3 separate regions of the Sus scrofa genome follow, and regions 1 and 2 are each linked to region 3. The links are chromatin contacts, called in public Hi-C and HiChIP or PLAC-seq maps. All regions are on one chromosome and are shown on one strand. Each heading gives the region's core, a stretch centred on a gene start, on an enhancer-like site or on the middle of the called end of the contact. The rest is flanking DNA. Distances are from core to core; before and after follow the strand shown.

Region 1 (3,633 bases), core at 404-2,903, 89 kb before region 3:
ATGGAGAAGAAAATGAAATTTTATTGCAATTTTGTCTGATCCATGTACATTCTTGAAAATGAGGAAAGGTGGCCTTTGAATGGTAGTGGTAGCCTAAATCACCACACTATCCTTCAGCTAGAACTGTCACAGGAATGGAAAGGCTGGGAATTCTCGCCACTCCGTCTGTGCTGGCCTTGGCAGAGGTGACCAGAGCTCTGTTCTATCTTATAGTCCTCTAGGGTATTCTTACAAAAACTGTGAGATTTGTGGTTCTGTCTTTATGTAATGTGTAAGTGAGCTCTATTTAATTGATTTAAAAGCACTTACAAATTAAAATCTAAATATTTAGAAAATTGGCCATAATGAATTTCAGGCTCATGTGATCTGGGAAATATTCAGTACTGAAGTTAGCTTTGATTAATTAGACATGCCTTTAGAGTCATCAAATGTTAAGTACAAAACTTCTGTTGTACCTAGGTTTATTAGAGATCAAATAAGACCTTTCATCTGTTGCAAACATTTGTCAGCAAGGGGAAAACTTGATATGATGAAGCTTTAGGTAAAGGCAAATGAGACAAAAGCCTTTAGATAAACTCTATAGGAATAATTGGGTTTGGGGAATGACTATCTAAAATGGTTTCTCCAATACAACATTGTAAAGCAACTATAATTTTAAAAATAATAAAATAAAATGTCAAAGAATGCTTACTAGGGCAGAGCAAGGATTTGAACCCCAGCAGTCTGGCTACACTTCTAAGTAGAAGACAAGGGGGAGTTCCCGTTGTAGCTCAGTGGTTAACGAATCCAACTAGGAACCATGAGGTTGTGGGTTCAATCCCTGACCTCACTCAGTGGGTTAAGGATCCAGCGTTGCCATGAGCTGTGGTGTAGGTCGCAGACACGGCTCGGATCCTGCACGGCTGTGGCTCTAGCGTAGGCCGGCAGCTGTAGCTCTGATTAGACCCCCAAGCCTGGGAACCTCTATATGCCAGGGTGTGGCCCTAAAAAGACAAAAAAAAAAAAAAAAAAAGCCAAGTAGGAGACAAGGAAAGCCAGGAGTGGGGTGTAGCCTGGGAAATGGGGAGCCCTCAAGCTGCAAGAGGCCAGCTGCCTCAAGGTCCTGTGTGGAAGTACTTTCTAATCCTTGGACTGTCCCTACACGTGGGCAGCCTTCCCAGGAGGTTGGTGGGTTGAAGGTGCCAGGGTGGGAGGCTGATAATGTCCTTCCAGCTCTAAGCTGGGCGATAGGACCTTTGTTCCTGGTCTGATGATCTGTACTGAAGCCCTTAGGGATGCAGCGATAGGCATGGGGAGAGCTAGGAGCATCTTCTGTGTTGCAAAAGCCCAACATGTAACCCAGGTTCTTTGCTCTGGGCCACAATATCTCTGAGTGGCCGGGATGTACATGTCTCTCCCTCTGCTCTGAGATCAAGGACGAAAAAACTTGAGTTCTGACTGGGAAAACACAATGAAATTAATTAACACTCCAAATGCACCATGAGGGACACTAGACCTTGCAAATGTGGGAGACTGGGCTTAGTCTTGCCAGATTAGCTGTAAAAGTATCACTGTTATTACAGGTTTGAGCTTCTCAAAGCCTCTGAGCCCTGAGGATAGGGAGGCTATTCCAGACTAGGAACCAGGAAAAACCCACACCCACAGTTACTGTAAGAATGACAACTACAGACAGACCAGCCCCTCTGCTGAAGAGGTGGGTGTGTGCCTGCATCCTTGCCTCAGGCCTGTGCCAGAGCAGCTGTCTCTAATCTGCTGGTGACAACCCAACCAGCTTCACTTTTTTTTTTTAACCCAAGGAAGTTCTAGAATTATCTGGGTCCAGTAATTTTTATAAGCAGCAAAAGTTCTGGGAAACTGGCTTGCAGAAACCACTAAAATTCCCTCCCTTGTGAAACAGAGATAATCATAGTTTGGCTGTTGTGACGATTCAGTGGCTTCTGCAGGGTATGCAGGATGGAATTCGGGTTTGTGAGGCTTACAAAGCTTAACACAAGCACAAGGACGAAAGATTTTCAAAGGAACTCAAAAGATCTTAGGACACATGAAAACCTCATCTGCACCTTTATTTACAAACCAAAGCTGGAGTTCCCGTTGCGGTACAGCAAAACGAATCCGACTAGGAACCATGAGGACACAGGTTAGATCCCTGGCCTTGCTCAGTAGGTTGGGGACCTGGCGTTGCTGTAAGCTGTGGTGTGGGTCGCAAACGAGGCTTGAATCCTAGCATTGCTGTGGCTGTGGCGGAGGCTGGCAGCTGCAGCTTCAGTTTGACCCCTAGCCTGGGAATCTTCATATGCCGAGGGTGCGGCCCTAAAAAGCAAAAAAAAAAAAAGTGTATATATATATATTTATATATAAATATATTTATATATATATAAAAATACAAACCAAGGCTTAGCTGAGCCAAAGGCAAGAATTCAGAATAGGTAAATCAATGTATAATTGATTGATAGGTAAATAGACAGACCTAAATTAATTCACTTAGATTGAAAACCTCAAATCAGATAATGCAGTGACTATGATCAAATAATACCGAGGCGTTTACTCCTCAGTCAGCAAATGCGAGGCCATCCTAGCTTCCTGCCAGCTTCCTCTAGACAGTCACACCCAAACAAGAAATGCAGACTCAACAGCTTCTCCCCCCTTCCCCAGTCACCCTCTACTACTCTGTTCCCCTCCCCCACACAAACCCTGAGCCTGAGAGTTTCCTTCAAAGAAGCAGGAAGCGGGCAGCTCCCTGGGGTCCTCTCCCTAATAGCCTCTGACCTCTCCTGCCGGGGAGCAGGGCCCAAAATCTTTGAGCTCATGGGAGCTATGGTAGATTGTACTGTTGGCCCCAATAGTACACCCCTCCCAGTAGCCACACTTTTCACCATGCAACTTCGTAGTTTTATGCCTCCCATGCGGGTGTGTGGCTTGCTTTGACCAACACAGTCAGATGGAAGTGACAGAGAGCCCATCTCCAGTCTATGTTTTTTGGGTTTTGTTTGTTTGTTTGTTTCTGTCTTTTTTAGGGCCGCACTTGAGGCATATGGAGGTTCCCAGGCTAGGGGTCAAATCGGAGCTATAGCTGCCGGCCTACACCACAGCCACAGCCTTAGCCACATCAGATCTGAGCTGTCTGTGACGGACACCACAGCTCAGGGCAACGCAGATCCTTAACCCACTGAGCGAGACCAGGGATCAAAGCTGCGTCCTCATGGATGCCAGTCAGATTTGTTTCCGCTGAGCCATGAGAGGAACTCCCAGCCTGTGATTTAATTGAAGGGCCTGGCACATTTCTACCTGTTCTTCAGCCTCCATGAGAACAAGCCCGGGCTAGCCTATTGGAAGATGACAGCCATGTGGAGCAAAACCGAGCCTCCCAGCCATCTCAGCCAAGACCAGGCTAGATCGGCCAACAAGCTGAATTGTGGGCAAGCAGAGCTGAGCCCAGGAAAACCATCCAGCCAAGCCCAGCCGAAGCTGCTCACCACAAATTCATGAGCTAAATAAATGCTACTGAGAGTTGGGGTAGTTTGTTACACAGCACTATTGCAGCAAACGCTCAATAATACAGGAAACCTGCAGCTCCCTGGGCAAATCTTTTTTTTTTTTGCTGTTGGTATTTTGGGTGTTTTAATTTTTTTTCTC
Region 2 (3,995 bases), core at 57-2,556, 110 kb after region 3:
TCTTCAGCGTTCTCTCCCCATCCAGCAATCCAAGAAAACTTTTAACTTCGCCTATCAGACCTGTGGAGAGTTTAACCGCAACTGACAGAGCCAAGGGGGGAAGAGTTCCTCCCGCCCACTAGCTGCTCCGGAGATGTTAGCCCCGCCCACCGACGTCCCAACGACGCCCACTAGCTCCGCCCCGACTTTCTAACCCCGCCCACCATCTCCGCCCCCACAGCATAACCCCCGCCCCACTAGCCCCCGCCCCCAAGGCCTATCCCTTCCCCGGACCCCCACTGCGGTCCCTTCCCCATTCCAAATTCCGAGTTGCCCCGAGTCATTACTCATTCTAGGCCTCCCGCGGTCCGGAAGGCTTTCCGAGGTATTCATTACTAAACCACTTCCCAACCCCCACCCCTACTCCCGCCCCGCCCTGACAGTTCCTTCCCAATTTCCTTTCGTTTTTCAACACTTTTTACATTTTCCGGGGAAAGGAGTTGAGAGGGTCTTGTCGGCTTGAAAACAGTAAAGGCTCCTCGAAGGACAAGTTCTGGGTCCCCGAACCCTGGCTCTGCGACGCTCAGCCTCTCTTTAGACCTTTTGTAAAATGAGGCGCTGTCCTCTCTCTTTCAAGTGTGTGTGCGTGTGTGTGTGCGTGTGTGTGTGGAGGGGGGAGAAGAGAGGGCTGTGAGACGCCCCTACGGGGTCAGAATCCCACTTATTCATGGAGTGCTGTGTGACCTCAGGCCAGTTTCTTAACCTCTCTGTGCCTATTTTCTTCTTTGTGAAACGGAGTTAAAATAGTTACTGCCCGCCCAGTTGGAAATTGCAAGGAAGGAGTTTAGAAGAGTGCCTGGAATCAAGAACGCACTCGCCAAATGGTGGCAGAAGTCAAGTGCCTTTATTCAACTAATATTTCCTGAGCATCTACTGGTTGCCAGGTACTGTGCCGTGTGGGGCTGCAGATAGCAGAATTATTTGAGCATGAGAGTGGGGTCGGGGTGGGGGGGAAGCTGGATGCTAAGACCTCCTCTTCCAACTCATCAGACTTTGAGCTCTTTTCCCCTCCCCTCCCCTCCCTCTCCCTCCCCCGCCATCGGTCCTGGTCCCCGGAGCAGGGGTTCAGGCACCCAGCCCCTACCTGGAACGCAGATCTGAACCAAGAGCAGCAGCAGCAAGGGGCAGCCCATGTCCGGCAGCGGCTCCTGTTTGCCGTCTCCCTGCACTTCTCAGTCTGGCCCCAGGAAGGAGACGGTTTTGTGGCTCCGGGGGCTCCTCCCAACGTTTTGCGAAAGAAGGAGTCAGCTCCAGATGCGTGGGGCACCCCCCTCTTCCTCAAAAATTTCCCTTACCAGGGCGCGGCCAGCCCGGGGTGGGGGGCTGGCTCTACTCTGACTCATGCTGGCCGTAGTCACAGTTGTCCCCACACTGCCTGGGTGCAAATTCCAGTTCTCTTCCTGCCATGGGACTTTGGGCAAAGGACCTCACACCTCGGATTAAAACTTTTTTTTGCGATAGCAAATCTGCAGCTGATTATTAGATAATACAAGGCTTTCCTTAGTCTTGTTGGGAAGGATAACGGTATCGTGGTTATGTGAGAAATGTCTTTATCATTTAGAGCCGTACGCTGAAGTATTTGGGGATGAAATAACATCTCCAATTTACCTTAAAACACTTTAGCCAAAAAAGTAGAAAAGCCAAAAAGTTATGACAGTGGCTTTGTGGTTATGTGGGAAAATTATTCTTATATTTTACAGATGCTCACTGAGTAAGCCATGTCATCCCCTGCCACTGTGATAAGTTGTGTTAGAAGTTGAAAGACAGTGGTGTCTGCATTTACCTTGAAATACCTTGGGAAAAGGGAAAGGTAAAATAGCAAAAATATCTATCGAGGAGTTCCCGTCGTGGCACAGTGGTTAACAAATCTGACTAGGAACCATGAGGTTGCGGGTTCGGTCCCTGCCCTTGCTCAGTGAGTTAACAATCCGGCGGTGCCGTGAGCTATGGTGTAGGTTGCAGACGCGGCTCGGATCCAGCTTTGCTGTGGCTCTGGCGTAGGCCGGTGGCTGCAGCTCCAATTCAACCCCTAGCATGGGAACCTCCATATGCGACAAGAGTGGCCCAAGAACTAGCAAAAAAAAAAAAAAAAAAAAAAATCTATCAATTATATCAAGCTAACTTACATGCCATTCTGTCTCCTCTGTGTAAAAGTTTGTAGTAACTGGTAAGAGTTCATAATAAATGTTTTGTTAAAACACTTTTCTTTGTCTTGTTAGGGCCGCACCCGTGGCATATGGAAGTTCCCAGGCTAAGGGTCAAATTGGAGCTGCAGCTGTCAGCCTACACCACAGCTCACGGCCCGCCAGATCCTTAACCCACTGAGCAAGGCCAGGGATCGAACCCCTGTCCTCATGGATCCTAGTTGGGTTCATTACCACTGAACTCCTACAATAAGTTTTTTAAAAAGGAAGAGTGCAAAAGATAAAGTCATTTCTCCTTCCCAGGATGCTTCTGACCAGTCAGAGCAATGTAATGCAGTTAAATGCCTGAAGCAGTCACTGGCCCACATGGAGGACTCAAAAAATTTCTTTACATTTACCGAGGATCTACTTTGTGCCAGGCAACGGTCCAGGAGCTGGGGACATGGCAGGAAACCAAGTCCCTGCCCTTGAAACAGTAGGGAGTGAATATATGCTATCTAATCTGTCACCATGAGGCAGTGATAAGTAAAATGCAGAAAAACAAAGGAGGTTCAAGGATACAAGTGAGGCGAGGTTGGTTTTAGGCCAGGTGATCCAGGAGGGCTTTCCTGAGGAGGTGGCCTTTGAGCAGAGGCTGAATGTAGTGCGAGAAGATGGGCAGATGGTCCAGGAAGAGTTCCAGGGAAGGGAAACAGCCAGTAAATACAAAGGTCTAGAGGTGGGAGGGGACCTGAGGCGACCTAAGGAACAGCAGAAAGGCCAGCGTGACGGGAACAGAATTGGGAGGGACACAGCTGTAGGCTGTGAGTAAGCCCTAGTCACCCCTGCCACTGTGAAAATGATTATACTATTGTTATTCTTACTAATTCACCAAAGTCTTAAGGTAATCATTTTAAGACAAGGTAAGAAAAATCCTGAAAAAAAAATCCTCTTTTCTTTTCTTTTTTTTGCTTTTTAGGGCTGCACCCAAGGCACATGGAGGTTCCCAGGCTAGGGATCTAATCAGAGCTACAGCTGCCAGCCTACGCCACAGCCACAGCCACGCAGGATCCAAGCCTCGCCTGCAACCTATGCCGCGGCTCAGAACAATGCCAGATCCTTAACCCCCTGAGCAAGGCCAGGGATTGAACTTGCATCCTCATGGATACTTGGGTTCTTAACCTGCTGAGCCACAGTGGGAACTCCAGAAATCCTCTTTTCTAAGAGGCAGTACAGCCTAGGGGTTAAGAGTGTGGGGTCTGGGATCAGACTCTGAAGGTTCAAATTCTAGCTACACATTAGCTGTGTGGTCTTGGGCAGGTTACTTCACCTCTCTGTGCTTGAAGTCCCTTATCGGGAAAGCAAAGTGCCTCTCTCCCAGGGCTGGTGGGCTAAGGACATAAAAAGGGCCCCCCAGTAGATTGCCATCATGCCTGGCACGTAGTAAGTTTTCAGCAAAAACATCACTGCCATTGTTATTAGACTCTGGCCCTGAATTTCCTCTCTGTGGTATGGGGAGGAAGGCAGTGCCGTCAGGAGTCTGAGGACAGCGGCTGTCATGCTGACAACAGCAGGATACGTCACCTGGGTCAACAGATATCCTTCCCCCACAAGCCATGACTTCCTCATGTGGCAAAAGGGGCCTCTTTTGGGGTTGGCCTGAAGATGGAGTGGCATGTGAATGCAGATGAAATGAGAAGAGAGGAAGTTGGGGTGTTGGTCCAGGTGGGCCTGAGACCCAGCTCGGCCACTTGCTCCTGGGGGACCCTGGGCAGGTGGCTTCACTTGGCAGATCTTGCTCTTCCCAGCTGTGAAATGGGGTTGGGGTTGGGG
Region 3 (3,788 bases), core at 837-3,336:
GCGCCCACTAAAAGGTACCAGCCCTGTCTCTGCAGGGCCCTGAGAAGGAGCACTTCCTTAAATGTTGTGCCCTAGCTGCCTCTCTTGCCTCACCCTAGTCCTAGTCCTGGGCGACAGGCTACTCCTTCCTCCTACAGTGGCTCTGGGATGACAGGGCTGAGTCTCTCCCTCAGCTGTGACCTTGGAATTCAGACTCCCAGTCAAATTTTATGAGACTCTAGGCCAAAGGAGTTCCCCCAAGGCTATAGGAAACTCCGTAAGTGTTGACTGAAGGGGTTTAGCCAGAGACACACCTGCCCAGAGTCTCTCGGCCCAGTTGACCGTCTGGGTTTATGGCACCCTCCTCCCAGAGACAGGAACTCAGGGAACAGGAACCCAGGCCCTTGGACTCAGGAGCCCAGGGCCCCAACCCCCTCTTCCCTTTGGTCCAAGAAGTCCAAGCCAGCACCCTCTCGAGGACCAGCAGCTAACTCACGAAGCGCCCGAAGCGGATGGAGTCTCCATCCTCAATGTGCAAATCAGCCTGGGCCCCACTAAGGCGGGAGATGACAGACTGGCAGCCGGGAAGGAGGGACCGGAGCAGCCCGGAGCCCGTAATGTGGTCCGCATGGCAGTGGGTGTTCACTAGGAGAGAGAGGAGGGCCAGGTTCTGGAGGGCACGCAGGATTTCCAACCCCCGGCCCCCTCTTCCCTCATACCCTGCAGTTCGACCCCGGCCCCCAGCTTCCCTCTTCACTCTACCGCCCCGCCTCCTCAGGCCCAGAAGTACGGACCCCAAACTGACCAGCATACAGGAGCCGCAGTCCCAGCTCCTTGACCAACTGGGCATCCCGATGCGCCGTCTCCAGAACCGGGTCTATCAGAATGGCCTCTCGGACTCTCTGTCACCCAGGAGGTAAGTATAGGTGCAGCTCTTGGGCTCAAACAGCTGGGAAAGGGGAGGGGGGCAGGTTAAGGCACAGAACCAGACTCCCACTCACTGCGGACCAACCCCGAGTCCAGGCTTCAACTTGATTCTCCTCCTAAGATCCAGAAGCAGAAACTCCAGCCCCTTCTCCCTCCTTCTCAGAGTCAGGAGTCTGGGACCTCCAAACTTTACTCCGTCTGAACCAATGAGTCCCAACTTCCATCCATCCCCAAATCTGGGCCCCCATCACCCTCTTCTGGAACGGACGCAAAAGTCCGGCCCCAAGCCCAGGGGGTCCTAGAACTCTCCCCTTTAAAGGACGCCGGAGTCTAGCCCTACGCCCCTTTCCGCAAAGATCCAAGCTTCGGAGCCCTGGTATCTCTCTTGATTTTAAAGACCCTGGAGTTCCGCCCCTGCGCCGCTCCCGAGTCCAGCCATCACCAACCTGCCGTAGGAGGATGGGGGCTCCAGACCCACGGTGTTGGCTGAGCTGCCGCCCAGCGACCCTCAGAGCGGCCATCGCGCCCGCGGCTGGGTGGAGACAGAGCTGAGTCTGAACGCCCGCGGAAGCCGGGTGCACCCAGGGATGACCCCGGAGGGGCGGGGCGGACGGGGCGGGGCCCGCCTTAAAGGGGCCGGGAGGTCCTGGGGGTGAGGACGCGGACGGACGGAAAAGGGCTGGGGGAGATAGATAGAAAACCGTGAGATCTAGGAAAACAAAGAACAGGGAGACACCAAATCCGACTAGTACCCAGGAGAATGGAGGACGCGGGTTCGATCCCTGGCCTCGCTCTGTAGGCTGGCAGCTACATCTCGGTTTGGACCCCTAGCCTGAGAGCTTCCATCAACCGAGAGAGCGGCCCTAAAAGGACAAAAAAAGGGGGGACGGGGCGAGGGAGACACACTGAGAGAAGCACAAACTTCTCTCCCTAGAGAAGGGAAACCCAACAAGAGACCCCAGTACACTTCCCAGCAAGCGGTGGGAAGAAAAAAAAATGTATGTTTTGGTGTCATTAGTGTCTTTTTTTTTTCTCTTTAGGGTCGCACCCGAGGCATATGGAAGTTCCCAGGGGTCCAATCGGAGCTACAGCTGCCGGCCGTATTCACAGCCACAGAAACAGGGGATCAGAGCCGCGTCTGTGACCTACACCACAACTCATGGCAACTCTGGATCGCTTACCCACTGAGCAGGGCCAGGGATCAAAGGCATCCTCATGTATACTAGTCGGATGTTTCCGCTGCGCCACGATGGCAACTCCCCAGGGTCATTCGTGCCTTGAGGGGCTGTTGGGTGAGTCCCAGAACAACAGATTATCTCATTAAAGTTTATTTTTCGTTTTTAAATTTTATTGTTTTTTTTTTCTTTTAATGGGCTACACCCGCGGCATAGGGAAGTTCCCAGGCTAAGAGATGAATAGGAGCTGCAGCTGCCCACCTAAACCACAGCTAAGGGCAATGCTGTGTCCTAGACCCGCCGTGTGAGGCCCGCATCCTCCTGGACTCTAGCCGGGTTCATTATTGCTGAGCCACAAGGGGAACTCTTGATTACTGAATTTAATCATAACAAATCTTCATTTTATAAGTAAGGAAACTGAGGCTTAGAAAGATGACGTCACTTGCCCCAGGTTACACAGCTGGAAAGTGCCAGTCTTGATTCCAGTTACTCAAGTAATCTGGCTCCAGAGCCCCAATTATCCTTTCATATAATTCCCACCGCTCCCAGGACTGGCCAGTACATTATCCCTGTACATTATCAGGCTGAAGACCCACCCATGCTGGGATGGTTTATGGGAGCTTCGCTGTCATTCCTGTGCTGGGCGCGAAGGTGCGCCGTTACTTCCCAGGGGGCAAGGGTGCCAAGCAAGCCACCCCGCGCTTGCCACCAGGACCTCCAGCCAGGAACAAGGGCCCTGGACACTGCTGCCCTCCTCGCCTAGGTCCGTGGCACTGAGGTGGGAGATCCCGAATCACCCAATGGCGAAGAGTCCCAGGCGCTATGCTAATAACGTGACTTTAACCTTCCGCTCGCTTTGAGTCGGGAGTCCATCTCCCATTCTCTCTCGAAGAAATGGCTAGGTTTTTCTTGCCAAGGCCTTGAAACTGATTCGGGAGACGGGACTCAGAGGAATTCTCGAAAAGAAGGGAAAGTACACATGCTGAGCGCTGTCTCGGTGATCTCTGAGTGAGGTTTCCCCGTGTTAGCTTCTGCACGTGATTGACTCCAGTCAGCCACCGTAGGCCCCGCAAGCGGCGGTACTCTTTCCTCCAGTACTTAGGCTGATAGCTCTGCGCTTGCTCACCCACTTGCTGGCCTTGTGCACCCACCCACTCCTTCCATTTCGTCTCCCCTGCAGCAGCCTCCGCGGGCCGCGACTGCGCATGCGTACTGACGCCCTCACCGGCTCGGCGTGGGAGGAGGGGATGGAAATGAGGCTGGGTCCAGCAGCTCGCGCGCGCTCCCTCCCCCGCCCTCTCGTCGCAGGGCGCGCGCCGGGCGGTGCAGCTCCTAGGAGTCCGAAGGCAGCACCGCAGTGGCCGCGGCCGCCGAGGGAGGGGCCCGGAGCCCCGCCCCCGGGGAGGGGCCGTCCGCAGGTGAGAAGGGCAGGGGTCTGGGCCCAGACGCCTGGGTCTTCGGGAAGTGGATTGGGGGCTGAACGCCAGAACTCCCGAAGAGGGATCGATTGGGGTCCTGATGCATAGGTTCCAGAGGGGCTGCATTGGCGCCTGAGCCTTGCGAGGATGCATTGGTGCCCGAATGCCCTGATCCCATGGGGTTCGTGGAGGTCAAGACGTTTGGGACCTCTAGGGAGAAGTCCGTTAGGGGTCTCTGGATCGCAATGCACGAGCCACCCTCTGTCTGTGTTTTCCTTCAGGTCTCCCA

The links. A called contact is a pair of places that touch in the nucleus more often than the background predicts. HiChIP or PLAC-seq counts read pairs in DNA pulled down with a chosen protein or histone mark.
Region 1: a Hi-C map of retroperitoneal adipose tissue shows a contact between it and region 3, with 1.8 times the contacts expected there. The contact joins the enhancer-like site here to the promoter of ZNF575 in region 3. A contact is called at or near these places in 2 of 5 promoter capture datasets (fetal liver and fetal skeletal muscle), 17 of 47 Hi-C or Micro-C datasets (blood, embryonic fibroblasts, fetal heart ventricle and 8 more) and 2 of 2 datasets of contacts at active chromatin or transcription factors (alveolar macrophages and skeletal muscle).
Region 2: an H3K27ac HiChIP or PLAC-seq map of alveolar macrophages shows a contact between it and region 3. The contact joins the promoter of PLAUR here to the promoter of ZNF575 in region 3. A contact is called at or near these places in 2 of 47 Hi-C or Micro-C datasets (liver and skeletal muscle) and 1 of 2 datasets of contacts at active chromatin or transcription factors (alveolar macrophages).

What each region holds. Positions count from the first base shown.
Region 1 is chr6:50,304,323-50,307,955 of Sscrofa11.1, forward strand. All of the region lies in intron 1 of LOC106507598 (a long non-coding RNA gene), which reads right to left. Among named protein-coding and RNA genes, the nearest start is that of BSP1, 27 kb to the left of the region's middle. Within about 2 kb of position 1,654, at least 9 of the 83 cell types and tissues checked have an H3K27ac peak or open chromatin away from gene starts, as enhancers often do. A contact at or near this core is called in retroperitoneal adipose tissue and subcutaneous adipose tissue, where this site is marked.
Region 2 is chr6:50,504,147-50,508,141 of Sscrofa11.1, forward strand. PLAUR (urokinase plasminogen activator surface receptor) reads right to left here and starts at 1,307. Exons shown (of 7, transcript XM_003127198.5): 1 at 1,124-1,307. The coding sequence starts at 1,172. LOC106507601 reads left to right here and starts at 248. Exons shown (of 7, transcript XM_021094484.1): 1 at 248-923.
Region 3 is chr6:50,392,956-50,396,743 of Sscrofa11.1, forward strand. ZNF575 (zinc finger protein 575) reads left to right here and starts at 2,087. Exons shown (of 4, transcript XM_005655914.3): 1 at 2,087-2,198; 2 at 3,262-3,499. The coding sequence starts at 3,287. It overlaps ETHE1 (persulfide dioxygenase ETHE1, mitochondrial), which reads right to left and starts at 2,814. Exons shown (of 9, transcript XM_005655917.3): 1 at 2,678-2,814; 2 at 1,353-1,585; 3 at 880-928; 4 at 785-877; 5 at 476-624. The coding sequence starts at 2,681.